Regions from separate parts of the Sus scrofa genome. Here region 2 is linked to region 1. The links are chromatin contacts, called in public HiChIP or PLAC-seq maps. All regions are on one chromosome and are shown on one strand. The core of a region is the stretch at or near the end of the contact, and the rest is flanking DNA. Distances in the headings are between cores, read along the strand shown. Region 1 holds the start of STRAP (serine-threonine kinase receptor-associated protein). Region 2 holds the start of EPS8 (epidermal growth factor receptor kinase substrate 8).

Region 1 (6,798 bases), core at 1,585-4,084:
CTAATTCTCAAGTACTTTTTATCTCTTGATGCTATTTTATATGGCATTATATAGTTATATATATATACACACACACACACATACATATATATACATATATGTGTGTATATATATATATATATATATATACACATATACATATATATACACACACTTTTTTTTTTTTCTTTTTAGGGCTGCACCTGCAGCATATGGAAGTTCCCAGGCTAGGGGTCAAATCAGAGCTGTAGCTGCCAGCCTACACCACAGCTACACCAATACCAGATCCAAGCTGTGTGTGCAACTTACACTGCAGCTCATGGCCACACACCAGATCCTTAACCCACTGAGCGAGGCCAGGGATTGAACCTGCATCCTCAAGATACTAGTTGGGCTCCTTACCACTGAGCCATGACAGCAACTCCTTATATGGCACATTTTAAAATTACATTTTCTGCTAGTTGCTAGTGTAAAGAAATGCAATTGTTTTCACCATACTTTCTTTTCAAAAACCCAGCAACCCTGTTAAACTCTCATTCATTCCAATAGTCTATATTTAGACCTTTTTAAAAGATCTAAATATAAATACATACAGATTTTTCTACATATATAATCTCCATAAATAATCTTTAATCACAGATCTACAACTTTCTTTGAAATAATTTATGCCTTTTTGGATTATCTAAACATCTAGTACAATGCTGTATTGAAGTGACGGTGGTAATCATTTTTATCTTGTACCAGACTTAATAGGGAATAGTTTAAGTGTTTCATCATTATGTGTGATGTTTCTTTCAGATAGTCTATCAGGTTAAAAGGTCCCTTCTATTTTTAGTATCTAAGATGTTTCATCATGAATAAATGCATATTAAATTCTATCTAAAACTTTTACACAATACAATGAAATATTGATATTTTTCTTTTTTTAGTCTTTTAATGTGGTTAATTATATCATTTACAGTAATCTCTCTTCCAGTATTAAACTGACTTTGAAGCCCACATATTTGATCATGATACATAATACTCTTAGAACTCAGAATACAAATGAATAAGAATTATACGTACTTTAGGAGTTCCCGTCGTGGCGCAGTGGTTAACGAATCCGACTAGGAACCATGAGTTTGTGGGTTCATTCCCTGCCCTTGCTCAGTGGGTTAACGATCCGGCGTTGCCGTGAGCTGTGGTGTAGGTTGCAGACGCGGCTCGGATCCCGCGTTGCTGTGGCTCTGGCGTAGGCCGGTGGCTACAGCTCCGATTCGACCCCTAGCCTGGGAACCTCCATATGCCGCGGGAGCGGCCCAAGAAATAGCAACAACAACAACAACAACAACAACAACAACAACAACAAAAAAGAATTATACGTACTTTAGAGACAAAAGTTTTCAGTTACCTACGCACAATAAGCAACAAATGGCCATGTATTAACATCTTACTGACTAGTTGTTCTAACGAGTTTTATCTTTTATTTAGATGCCTCCATCATTAACGCTTTACTTTACTTAATAATCACTTGTCCAGCATTCACTAAATGCCATTCACTCTTCTGATACCAGAGTAGAAAGACAACAGTGCCACACAATTGCCACTAAGGAGCTCACAATTTAAATGTCAACAGAGTGTGTGTGTGCATGTGTGTAGGAACTTGGGGTGAGGTTGGCACAGAGAAAACAAAAAAGATAGTGGAAAACATATATAGTAAGTGCTGTACTATAAATTAATGAACAAAATGCTAATGAAATAGAATGGGGAAGCACTTCAAGTCTCCATTCAAGTAATTAGACTTGAACGAAGATACATGTTTACTACAAAAAGATGAGGGAGAGGGAAACATTTGCAGACATTTGTGCTGATTAGATATGTATTGGTATGTGCCAAGACATTATGGCCTGGGATAAAGTAGTGAAAGAGACCACAAAAAAAATCTCTGGTATTTTCTGTTGACATCCTAACAAGCATTAAAGGAAAGAAATAACTTGCCCAGAAAAAGGACCCTTCTTGCTCAGGTCAGTTTTTGCATGAGCAATCAATCCATCAACAGTTCTGCTACACCACGGAGTGATATCCAAAGAGGAGAGCCTGCAGGAAGACAACACCAGTATTTCTATTTACACTGAAGTTTAAGGTTCTTCTAATATTTCTATTCTTCTCTATGCACTAATATGCAAATAACTCACAAATTATTCACTATCGCATATTTGGGGGACGGACGCAAGTTTTATTGATGTGGGTATTCATCAAAAAATTTGAGGACCATTGCTCATGGGTCTCCCAACGTCCTCAAAAGATAAACTAATTTAACTGTTTTTAGAGTCGCATAACCCTCACGTCTGAAACACTAACAATGCAAGGTTACACAGCACAAGGGGTGACTGGGAGAAAGACTTTTCTTAAGGGCCTTACTTGTAGACAATCCCAGAGGAGCTGACTATACAACTGCTAACAAAGATTGGAAAAAAAATTCTTAGACGGTGTTTGCTGGTTTGGGCCACCGCTGGAAACAATTCTGGTTGTTCAGTGTAGACGTCTAGATAGCACAGTCCAAACCACTGGACGGCTCAGTGCGTAAACCACAGATGCGGTCAGATTCGGGGTATGACTGAAGCAGGACCCGCTTCCGCACGCCCCCAACTCGACTCCAAACGGCTCAAAAACAGAAAAGCACCCCAAGCTGCTTAGAGCTCAGCGCTAGGATTTTCACCCAGTGCCTGGAACGCGGCCAAGAGCCCTGCGTAGCCAGCGTGGAGCCAGCATCACGTGCTCAACCTGAGCTGATCTCGCGCCTGCGCATTGCGGTCGCTCTCGCTCCAGTACGCCTCTTCTACCCAGCGAACCCGCCTTCCCTCCTGTTCGTCACTTCCGGCGGAGGGTTAGTGTCGTCACTTCCTGCGAGTACCGGTGTGGACGGTGGGGATCGTGGCTGCCGGTTTTCCTGTTCTCCCCCTCCCCTACTCTCCTCCCTCCCTCCCTTTCCCTCCCTCGGCGGCGGTCGACCGCCAGTCGCACACTCCCTGACCCACCCCTAACCCTTTCCTGGTTTCGGGGCCACCAGATTGGCCTTTTTCTGTTTCCCGGCCCAGCGTCAGGGCGTAGGCCTTGAGTGAGAGGCGCTGCCGCGGAGAAGAGAAAAGACGAGACGACCCTCAGCTCTCCTGCGGGATCGCTCGGCTCGCCGCCGCCATGGCAATGAGGCAAACGCCTCTCACTTGCTCCGGCCACACGCGGCCTGTGGTGGATTTGGCCTTCAGTGGCATCACGCCTTATGGCTATTTCTTAATCAGTGCTTGCAAAGGTGAGCAGGGCCGCTGGGCTCAGATGGTTGGGACTGGGCGGAAAGGGAGTGGGGCCGGCACTTCCCATTGCCGAATGGATTGCGGCTTTTGAGATTAGTGGGCTGGTAGGGCGAGTAGTGTTAAGGATTGCGCAGCTGATGCCAGGAGAAGCTTTGGTAAGTTATGCCCCCAACCAAGGCTTCTCATTTTACCTTTTTTGCTATTTCTGGATAAGCTTTACTGTGCACTTGCCCAGACGCCCCGGCCAACACCGTAAATATCTTTAAAGGATTTGGGGAATGCAGAAACTAGGCCAGGCTAAGTAACACTTTATTTTACAAAGACTTTCCACTTCTACTATTTCATTGGATATTCTTCTGTGGTATGGAATTTTTCATTTCCAATTTTCAAGTGGAAGCTGAGACTATTAAGTTTGTCCAAAATAAGGTTCACGTCTAGATTGTTTTGTTGCAGATGAATAGTCTTTCTGCCGCATTTCAAGTCCTTCCCAGAGAGAATGGCCCAGTTCTTCAGTTAATTTATTTCTGGATGTGCCTTAGTGACCCCAGTGAGTGAACAGTTAGACAACAAAAGCAGTTTTCAAGTTTGTTATTCATCACTGTTTGTTTTAAGTTCGGATCCTAGATTTTAAGTAATTTGAGCTTCTACATCACATGTTTTCTTACATATTTTTTAGATGGCAAACCTATGCTACGCCAGGGAGATACAGGAGACTGGATTGGAACGTTTTTGGGTCATAAGGGTGCTGTTTGGGGTGCAACATTGAATAAGGATGCCACCAAAGCAGCTACAGCAGCTGCAGATTTCACAGCGTAAGTGTAGCCAGAAATGGCCACCTTTACAGTTCTCTGTGAATTGTGTTCTGAAATGATCAATAATAAAAGTTCAGTAAAAGTTATTCATAAAGTTCTCATGCACTGCCTAACGTAGAGAACACATGTTGTTTTGATGTCACCAAAATTCCGCCCATATTTTATCTGCTGCTTTCTCAAAATGTTCAGAGACTTAAATGACTTAGTTCTGTATGTCTGGACTGGGACCCAGGAATCTGCATTATTAACAAGCACTTCAGATAATGAATGTTGATGGTCATGCTGGCAAATACTGCTCCACATGTTCTAGCTGAATAATACCTTATACTCCTTAACTTCTTAGTGCTTGATGCCCCACATTTTTAGCCCAGTTTCACTCTCATTTTTGTTAGACATATTTAAGATTCCCAAACTCAGTTATTTTTCATTTTCTAAGTTTCTAAATCATTCTTGATTTTTCTCTTCCATCTAGATTATCATATTTGTTGATTCTGCCAATAGAATGTTTCCTGACCACATTGTTTCTTGTACCTCTGCCACTACCTTAATGGTTTAGGTTCCTAAACTGGTCCTTTCCCATCTCTTCATCAGCCAGTTGTCTTCCTGGAGACAAATAACATAACACTTCTTTACCTAAAGATCTTTGCTTCTGCTTTGTCAGTGGCCCATGACCTTGGGTGTACATTACAGTAACCTGGGAAGCTTTTAAAGTACTCAGATGCATGTGTCTGAGAAGCTCTGGCTTAATTGGTCTGGAGTTGGAGTTCCCAACCTAGGTTTTTTTGTTTTTTAGTTTTTTTTCTTCCCTAAAGTTTTTCTGGATGATTCTGATGTACAACCTTAACCACTAGCCTAAAGGTTAAATTTCATTGTTAGCTCTTTAAAATTTGGCCTAATCCTAGTTCTTGGGCATCATCTGGCACTACACATCATATGCCCCATCATTTGGCTATACTAAATCTAACTGTTGCCAGAATATGCCTTACCTACTCTGATTTTTTTTGCTTTTGTATATGATATTAAAGTGACTTGCGATGACCCACTTTCCCTATCTGGGCATGGGTCACAGCTTATGTAATCTTGGTACCTCTAGTTCCTGATTGTGACTTAGTAAACAATAAAGTGTTTAAGGCAGGCAAGTCAAGGGCTGTTGTACGTGGAATACTCCTTATTAGATTTGAAAGTCTGGAGAGTAAAATTGTCTTGTTGATTTTTTTTTTAATAGAATTTCACATTAAGAAGCGATTCTAAATGTGTTTCTCCTTTGTTGTAAGCAAATTAAACATACCAAGTTTATTATAAAAAATGAAGGCAGATTGATTGAGATAGTGGATACCTGACTGTGCATTTGTTGAAACTCTAGACCTCTGTACCACAGAGTGAGTTTTACTATATGTAAGTTTTTAAAAAATAAATTTAAGTTTTAAGGAGTTCCTGCTGTGGCACAGTTGGGTTAAGAATCCAACTGCAGGGCTCAGGTTGCCGCAGAGGTAGGGTTTGGTCCCAGGTCCCTGACAGTGGGTTAAAGGATCTCACGTTACCGCTGCTGGCTCGGATTCAATTCCTGGTCCAGAGACTTCCATATGCTGCAGGTGCAGCCATTTAAAAAAAAAAAAAAAAAAAAGTTTTTTTGTTTTTGTTTTTTTAAGTAAGGAGAGGGAAATATAATCCCATGCTCATGTGAGATTACATTTGAGATGGTGAGAGATCTATAAGAAAAGTTATAAATGTCATCCTGAGCTTTTTTCTATGCCTTCGGTAAATAGATGTTACTCTGTCTTTAGGCATAACCATTGTAAGGCTTTGCACTTTGACCTGTTGTGATTGTATACAATTCTGATAAAATAAGGAGCTGTTTGGTTTTATGTCAATCTCTTAATGTCAACACCTTCAGGATGACATTGGTTGCTTCTAGGACTTTTGTGTCTGCTAGGAGTTCAGTTTTCTTTGTTTTTTTGTTTTGTTTTGTTTTTTTCCCAACTCCTCCAAAGTTTGTTTCTTGTTCAGTCCAGTGGGAACATTGTCATTGGGAATGAATGTCATTTATTTTATAGCAGACATAGAAAATTAGAGTTAACAACTCTAGATTTCAGATATTTGATAAATAGATTTTTTTAATGTCATTATTGAAACTAGGTCCCAGTTTGGTGGTGATAAATGAAGTATTTTAAATTAAATATAATTGAGTAATGAATGTAACAAGATCTTGAATGCTATAGACATAAGCATTAAAAGGAACAAGTTTTTGAATTGCAGTTTTGTTATCTGACCCTAACAATGTTAATTACATGAGCAAAATGTTTTATCATCTACTGCTTGAGGGTCTTGCTCTGACCTTTAAGAGACCTGTGCAAAAGCTTTTTAGGAAGGATGTCCATCTCTTTAAAATCCGTGAATACTCTTGGTTTGTACATTTGCCTAAATTGTTAAGCCAGTCCTCAGGAGAAGAAATAAAGCAAGTTAGATAGATAATTACTCTGAAGAGAGGAAAAAGGTATGAAAAATATGGCATACCTAGACCAAAATCATGTGTATTATTTTGGAAATTCTACGGCTGAAGCCATGAAACAATTTGGTTTCATGTAGGGAAGTTTAAGTAGGTTTAAATAGCAAGAAGGAATACTTTTGGGTTTTCCCCCCTCACTTAAGGCTTTTAGGTGCCATGATGTTGTGAGAAAGATGTAAGCATTTGCTTTAGGTAGGCCTGAGTTCATGTG
Region 2 (6,798 bases), core at 1,202-3,701, 81 kb before region 1:
TTTTATTCCATATTCTGTATTTTAAACCATGGTTCGAGTGAGCTGGTGCAGAATTAAAATAGGTAAATGAAGAAGAGAAGAGTCTGGAGGAGAAGAAGAATAAAAATAGTGGGTGAACTGTGTGTAATACAGTGTAAGAAAAAGAAAAGACTAGGATTTGAAATGTATCAGATAAAAGCACTGAAAGCAAAGAGTAGGAAGCCTATGTCAAAGCACGAAAAAAGTAAAGGACTGATATTTGAAAAGTATTAGCATAGCTAAAAAGTTGAAAGCAGGAAGAGCAAGAGGTAAAAACAAGACAAAAACCTTTACATCTGATCAGAAACAAGGTGATCTGAATTCAACATTAGATTCCTGATAAGGAACAAATAAAAATAAATCATTTTGAAGAAACTTCTCCCTAAATATCACTTAAAATATTCCTACAGTATTTTTTAAAAGGCAGAAAATTACTATATTTTCAATATATACTATATATTCAGTGACATTGAAAAGTGAAAGGAAAAAAAAAGACTACAAAGAGAATCTATCAAACATTGTGCACAGTGATTATCCCACAACAGTGGAACTAAAAGCAAATTATGTTTCCCTTTCTTTTTTTCTTCTGTGAAGTGAATGGCTTGTGGAATTTTAAAAAGTCTTAATCTCTGAATTCTGCACTAAAGGCATTCTATAAAACGTTGTACATCTGTGAGACATTCTACCCTACCCTTTACATGGCAAGTCTACAAAGTGCATTATTTTTCAAAATGGTAAGTAAAAATGTGATCCCATGACTTAAAATTTTCCACACCAGCAACTTAACTATAGTAGTATGTCCAGAAAACTCCAATTACAAATATAAAATTTATACTAGGTGAGAAAGGATGGCATTGACTTTCATTTTCAATGACCACATGATCCAAGGTACACATTCCAAAACCTAGGTCGCTGGAGAAAAATGGTATCCTTTCAAGGAAAATAAATTAGATGCAATACACCATACAGTTACTTTGTCATATGTACATAAAGAAGCCTTCTGGGAACCCTAATTTTTCTATCTCCCCCCCCCCAAAATACCAAAGCCAAGATCAAACTTTTCACATGCATCTGAAACCAAGTTTTATCTGAACTCTGAAGATATCTGTTCCTCTTATCTGAGGCGAGAACTGAAACCTTAAAAAGAAAAGCAATAACACATTTCATTGAAATACGTTTTGTAAAGGTGGATTCCAATTCCTAATGCTCTACCATTCTTGACATCTATGGACTTCAAATCCTGATACCTAATACAGCATCCTACCCTCAGAGAGTCCAGCAGTGGAATGTGTTCTACGGGGAAAGGATCTGAGAAAAAATGCAAAGGGAGAGAACAATCCCTGCAAAGATTCTGCATACAAGTAGTCCTTGAAAGGAAAGTAGAAAGCAAGAGCGAGCAGGGTCTTGGAAATCCTCTGCAAAGGCATTCATTGACAAAGACTCCAGAAGGGCCGTCTTCCCAAAAGTAAAATGGGGAGTGGAGTGAAACCATCTAAGAAAGGACAATCAACAGGAATTAGGAGTGACAACTATGCACAAACAGCAAGGTCTCTTGAATTTAAGGGGGGTATGCGATAGTGGGACTTCGCTGAAAAGTATCCATTGAAAAAGAGCTCCCCTTTGGGGGGGGGGGGGACTGTAGCCCTCTAAACCCCACGTCTAAGACAAACCAGGAGAAGAATACTCGTTCTGGAGTAGCTCCACGGAACAGAGAAGCGCAGGTGTATCTGCGGAAGCTCAGGTTACCGAGAAATAAGACAAGGACACTGTGCATCTCTTCTGCTCACCCCTGCCGGAGCCCCGGGCACGGAGAGCTAGCGGCCGAGGGTCGGCACGGGCTCCGGACGTTCCGGGACCCGCGCGCGGACACGCTCCGGCAGCAGCGCCCTCGCACACCTGGTTGCCGACACCAGTTGAAAGCAGTCAAAGTGAATGAAGGCGGACGAGGTGCCTGGCACCGCTCCACCCCGGCACACAAAGGCGGATTTTGAAAATCGAAGGAAGAGTCCGAGACGACGGACCCCAGCGAGCGCCTTTCTCCGAGGGGCTCTTACCTCGGATCCGCCCTCGGGGCCGCAGCTTCCCCGAAGGCGCTTCGAGCCCACACCCGGCGGGAGGCGGCCGGGAGAAAGCCCTCGAGCCGGACCGCGCCCTCCCAATCCTCCGCGAGCCGCCCAGCCGCCCTCGGCGCCGGCCGAGGAGAAGCGATTTCTGGGGCGAGCTCAGCGCCGGCCTCGCGCTCGGCGAGACCGCCTCGCCCGCCGCCGCTGGGGAAGTCTGGAGCCGTCTGCCCGCTAGCCCGCTCACCCGAGCCGGCCGCGCGCCGCGCATGCCCAGTACCCCCTCAGGGAGCGAGCCAGCGAGCGCGCGCCGCGCGGCCGGGGGCCCGCTCCACTCTCCGGGTCTTGGCAGCAGCCGAAGCGCGGAGTATCTGGTCGACCCCGGCGCAGGAGGTGAACTGGCCCGCGGGGCCGGTGGGCGGGAGAGGAGCAGGAGGAGAGAAGGCAGGGCAGCGCGCCGAGTTATCAAGGCCTCGATCAAAGTCAGACCGACGTACTGAGCCGCCGAGGAGTTTCCAGAAGTGCCCTAGCAGGACCGACGAGCAGCTGGGAGATTGCCAGGAGGGGAAAGCGCTAGGAGAGTTTTGCCCTGGGCAAGAGTTGATGCCTTGGGCGGAGAGGTCGCTCTAGTCCCAGCGGCCAGGGTTCTGGTGTACATTACGGGGCCACTAACCTACCGGCAGTAAACCTGCTGCAGCCAAAGACCCACTAGCCTGCGGCTTTCTCCTGGGACCCTTCCTCCTATTTTTCCCGTTGTGTTTCCTTTTTCTTTCTTTTCTTTCTTTCTTTTTTTTTTTTTTTTTTTTTTTAATCTCTTCAACTCATGCCGTAAACTGGTGGCACCCAAGGGCCTCCATTCGGTCCCTGGGAGTCTCCAAAACCGCGAGTCCTGGAAGCAGCAAGCCCAGACCCGCTTCGCACGCCTACCTTGGATCCCATTTTTCTGGTAGCTCTTGCCAGAAACCCGATGTGGTTTGAAGTAGTGGAGGCTTCTTTCACATAATGCCTCTTGTGACCGACCTAAACCAACCCTCAAAACCTTCTCCTCCGCCTGTAGCGCCCAGTGAGAAGTCCTTGGGTCTGTGAACATTGTGTTCGCCTCTTGAAACACCACGTTTGTTATAGCTATGTTCCCCTTCTTTCTAACTTCTTAAAGGTCACTTGACTCCCAGAAATCAACAAAAGACTACAAAATACACTTGGTTAAAATAGATTGGACCAGGTTGTTTTGTGAAGCAAGGGAGACTCGCAGTCAGGGGAAAAAGATACTTCAGACCAAAGCAGGAAATAAAACCATTACACCAAAAGTTGGAATAGACCTTAAATCCAGTCGGCTATCTTAGGTAGAAATCCTCTTTCCAATATTTCCGCTACACTATCATCCACTTAAACTTTTGCATTGTTGAGAATCTCTATTTTTATCAACATTATGTATAATTATGATTATTTATTATTTTGCTATGCCAGAAACTAAGCAGTTGGTTTTCTTTTTTGCTTTTTCTTCTTTTTAGGGCTGCACCTGCGGCATATAGAAGTACCAGGCCAGGGGCTGAATCCAAGCTGCAGCTGCTGGCCTACACCACAGCCACAGCAACACTGGATCCAAGCCACATCTGCAAACTATAGTACAGCTTGCAGCAATGCCGAAACTTAACCCACTGAGGCCAGAGATCAAACCCACATCTTTGTGATACTAGCCGTGTTCTTAATCTGCCGAGCCATGCCGAACTTCTAGGCAATTTTTAGATTTTTTTCCTAATCTTTAAAATGAAATAGGCTTTATTATATCAATTTAGCAGGAAAATGGAGCTCAGAAGTTTCATTCCTTTTGCCAAAGCCAATGCTGTTGCTAGAATTAAAATCTAAAGTCTGCATTGTTTGATTTGTGAACATCAAATCAAACTTCCCTTAACTTACCAGCTGGTTCTGCCTCTAAGAGCCAAACAAAATTAGTCTCATTTCTTACAGATACTGCAAGTCTTGAAATATGTGAACCAAACTATTAAGTAACTAGTGGATCATCTCATATTTTCCTCTTCTTCAAAATCTCTAGATATTTTCACTTCCCTTAAAATGGAATGGTGCCTTTCACTTCTTTAAAAAGGAATGGTGAGCCTCCATAACCACACTTCATACCCTGCTTTGAATATGCTTTGATTTTTTTTTTCATTTTTCTCAAGTTGTGTACTCAAAAGAGAACACAACATTCAAATGCAATGGGCTGAGATCTGAGTCACAGTGATCAGCAGCCCCTTCGATCCAAGCTTACCTCACAATAGGCATTCCCAAAGTGATCGCTAATAATAACATCTTAAAATCTGAAATTATGTGCTCAAAGATGAAATTTATTAAGGATTAAAGGTAAAAAATTAGGTTTAAACATGAAATTATTTTTAATGTTTTTTGAAAATTTTATTGAACTAGAGTTGACTTACAAAGTTGTATTAATTTCGGCAAAGTAAATCAGTTATATATGAATACATACATCCACTTCTTTTCAGATTCTTTTACCATATAAGTTATTGCACAGTACTGAGTAAATTTCCCCATGCCAAACAGTAGATCCTTGTTACTCACATATTTTGATATAGCAGTGTGTATATATCAAGCCCAACTCCCTAATTTATCCCTCCCCCTCTTGTTTCCCCTTTGGTAAACATAGGTTTGGTTTCAATAGCTTTGAGTCTGTTTCTGTTTTCAGTTCTAGTGTATCATTTTTATTAGATTCCACAAATTAGTGATATATGATATTTGTTTTTCTCTGTCTGACTTATTTCACTTAGCATGATCATCTCTAAGTCTGTTAATGTTGTTACAAATGGTATTGCTCCAAGCTCTTTATGGCTGAGTAATATCCCATTGTGTGTATGTATTCATCCAGTTCTCTGTTGATGAACATTTAGGTTGCTCCCATGTCTTAGCTATTGTAAATAGTATGCAATGAACACTGGGGTGCACTTACCTTTTCAAATTACAGTTTTTGCCTAATAGATGCCTGGAGTGGGATTCCTGGCTCATATGGTAGTTCTATATTTACTTTTTTAAGGAACTTCCATGCTTGGGCAAAAAGCATTTTTTTAAAAAAGCAATGAGTTTTTAAAAGAATTTCGTAAGAGTGATCATTCACTCAACTCATTCTTTTGGAGTCAAATAATAATTCAGTTGAATCCAAAATTACAACTGAGATAAGAGAATAAATTAAGGGAGACCAGTGAAAGAAGGAAAATTGAGAAGAGAAAAAAAAACCACATGAGATACATAGAAAAGTCAATGAAAACCTAAGAAAAAGGAGAAAACTAAAAACAGACAACCATGGAGTTTCCACTGTGGCTCAGTGGAAACTAGTTAAAAACCCAACTAGTATCCATAAGGATGCGGTTTGATCCCCGGCCTCGCTCAGTGGGTGAAGGATCCGGCATTGCCTCAAGCTGCATCAGGGTTGTAGATGTAGCTCTGATCCTGCATTGCTGTGGCTGTGACATCGGACGGCATTTATAGCTCTGATTTGACCCCTAGCCCAGGAACTTCCATATGTGGCCCTAAGGGGAAAAAAACAAACAAACAAACAGAGAACCCTGAGAGCTCCTTCAGGCAAGAAGCTCTTCATCTTATACACCATACTTGCATGGCTGTACATGGTTGGCAAGCATGTTTATTTAAGTTTCAGAGAGAAAGGTGAGTTACAACAGCTGAAGAGTTCTCCACCTGGATCCTGCATAAAAAACACACTTTGATATGCATTGCTTGACTCTCAGGAAGTAAAAGAAATCACTAAGAGTTCAAGACAAAAATGACACAAAACAAAACAAAATCACTGAAACAGGCTGGGTGAGCAGTAATCTTTTAAAGAAACCTTAAACCAAAGGAAAACGCATCTTTAAACTCCCACTCGTTAAATCACCTCCCTGCAGGGGAATCAGAGTGGTCTCAGGTCCTCTGGCTCCCTGCTCCTAAGAGAAGCATATACATATCCTCTCTGGAGAAAGATAACTCAAGTCAGTGTCCCAGAATTCACCACAAATTAACATTAACCAAGTAGGAATTCATAGTCAAAGATCTTAAAACATATAAGAAAATTAATCATCATGAGTGAGAGCAGAATAAATAAACATATTTAGGTTTATGAGGCCAAAAAACTATGATCTAGCTGTTTCAAGATTTTTTTTTCTTTTGTCTTTTGGGACTGCACCTGTGACATATGGAAGTTCCCAGGCTAGGGACTGAATCAGAGCTATAGCCGCCAGCCAATGCCACAGCCACAGCAACGCCAGATCTGAGCCGTGTCTTCGACCTACACCACAGCTCACCACAACGCGGGATCCTTTAACCCACTGATAGAGGCCAGGGATGAAACCCACATCCTCAAGGATACTAGTTGGGTTCATTACTGCTAAACCACAATGGGAACTCAAAGAATTTCTGTTGTTGTTTTTTTCATTTTTGCTTTTTAGGACCGCACTCACAGCATATGGAATTTCCCAGGCCAAGGGTTGAATCAGAAATGTGGCTGCTGGCCTATGCCATCGCCATAGCAACATGGGATCCAAGCTGCATCTTCAACCTACACCACAGCTCATGCCAATGCTGGATGGATCCTTAACCCACTGAACAAGATCAGGGATCAAACCTGCATCTGCATGGATACTAGTTGGGCTCGTTATGGCTGACCACAATGGGAACTTCCCCAAGAATTTTTTTAATTATAAACAAAAAACTATCT

The links. HiChIP or PLAC-seq counts read pairs in DNA pulled down with a chosen protein or histone mark.
Region 2: a contact with region 1 is called in an H3K27ac HiChIP or PLAC-seq map of alveolar macrophages. The contact joins the promoter of EPS8 here to the promoter of STRAP in region 1. A contact is called at or near these places in 1 of 5 promoter capture datasets (liver), 4 of 47 Hi-C or Micro-C datasets (embryonic fibroblasts, liver and skeletal muscle) and 2 of 2 datasets of contacts at active chromatin or transcription factors (alveolar macrophages and skeletal muscle).

Annotation. Positions count from the first base shown.
Region 1 is chr5:56,732,925-56,739,722 of Sscrofa11.1, reverse strand. STRAP (serine-threonine kinase receptor-associated protein) reads left to right here and starts at 2,834. Exons shown (of 10, transcript XM_003355564.4): 1 at 2,834-3,268; 2 at 3,946-4,081. The coding sequence starts at 3,157.
Region 2 is chr5:56,813,098-56,819,895 of Sscrofa11.1, reverse strand. It overlaps EPS8 (epidermal growth factor receptor kinase substrate 8), which reads right to left and starts at 2,451. Exons shown (of 21, transcript XM_021092301.1): 1 at 2,073-2,451.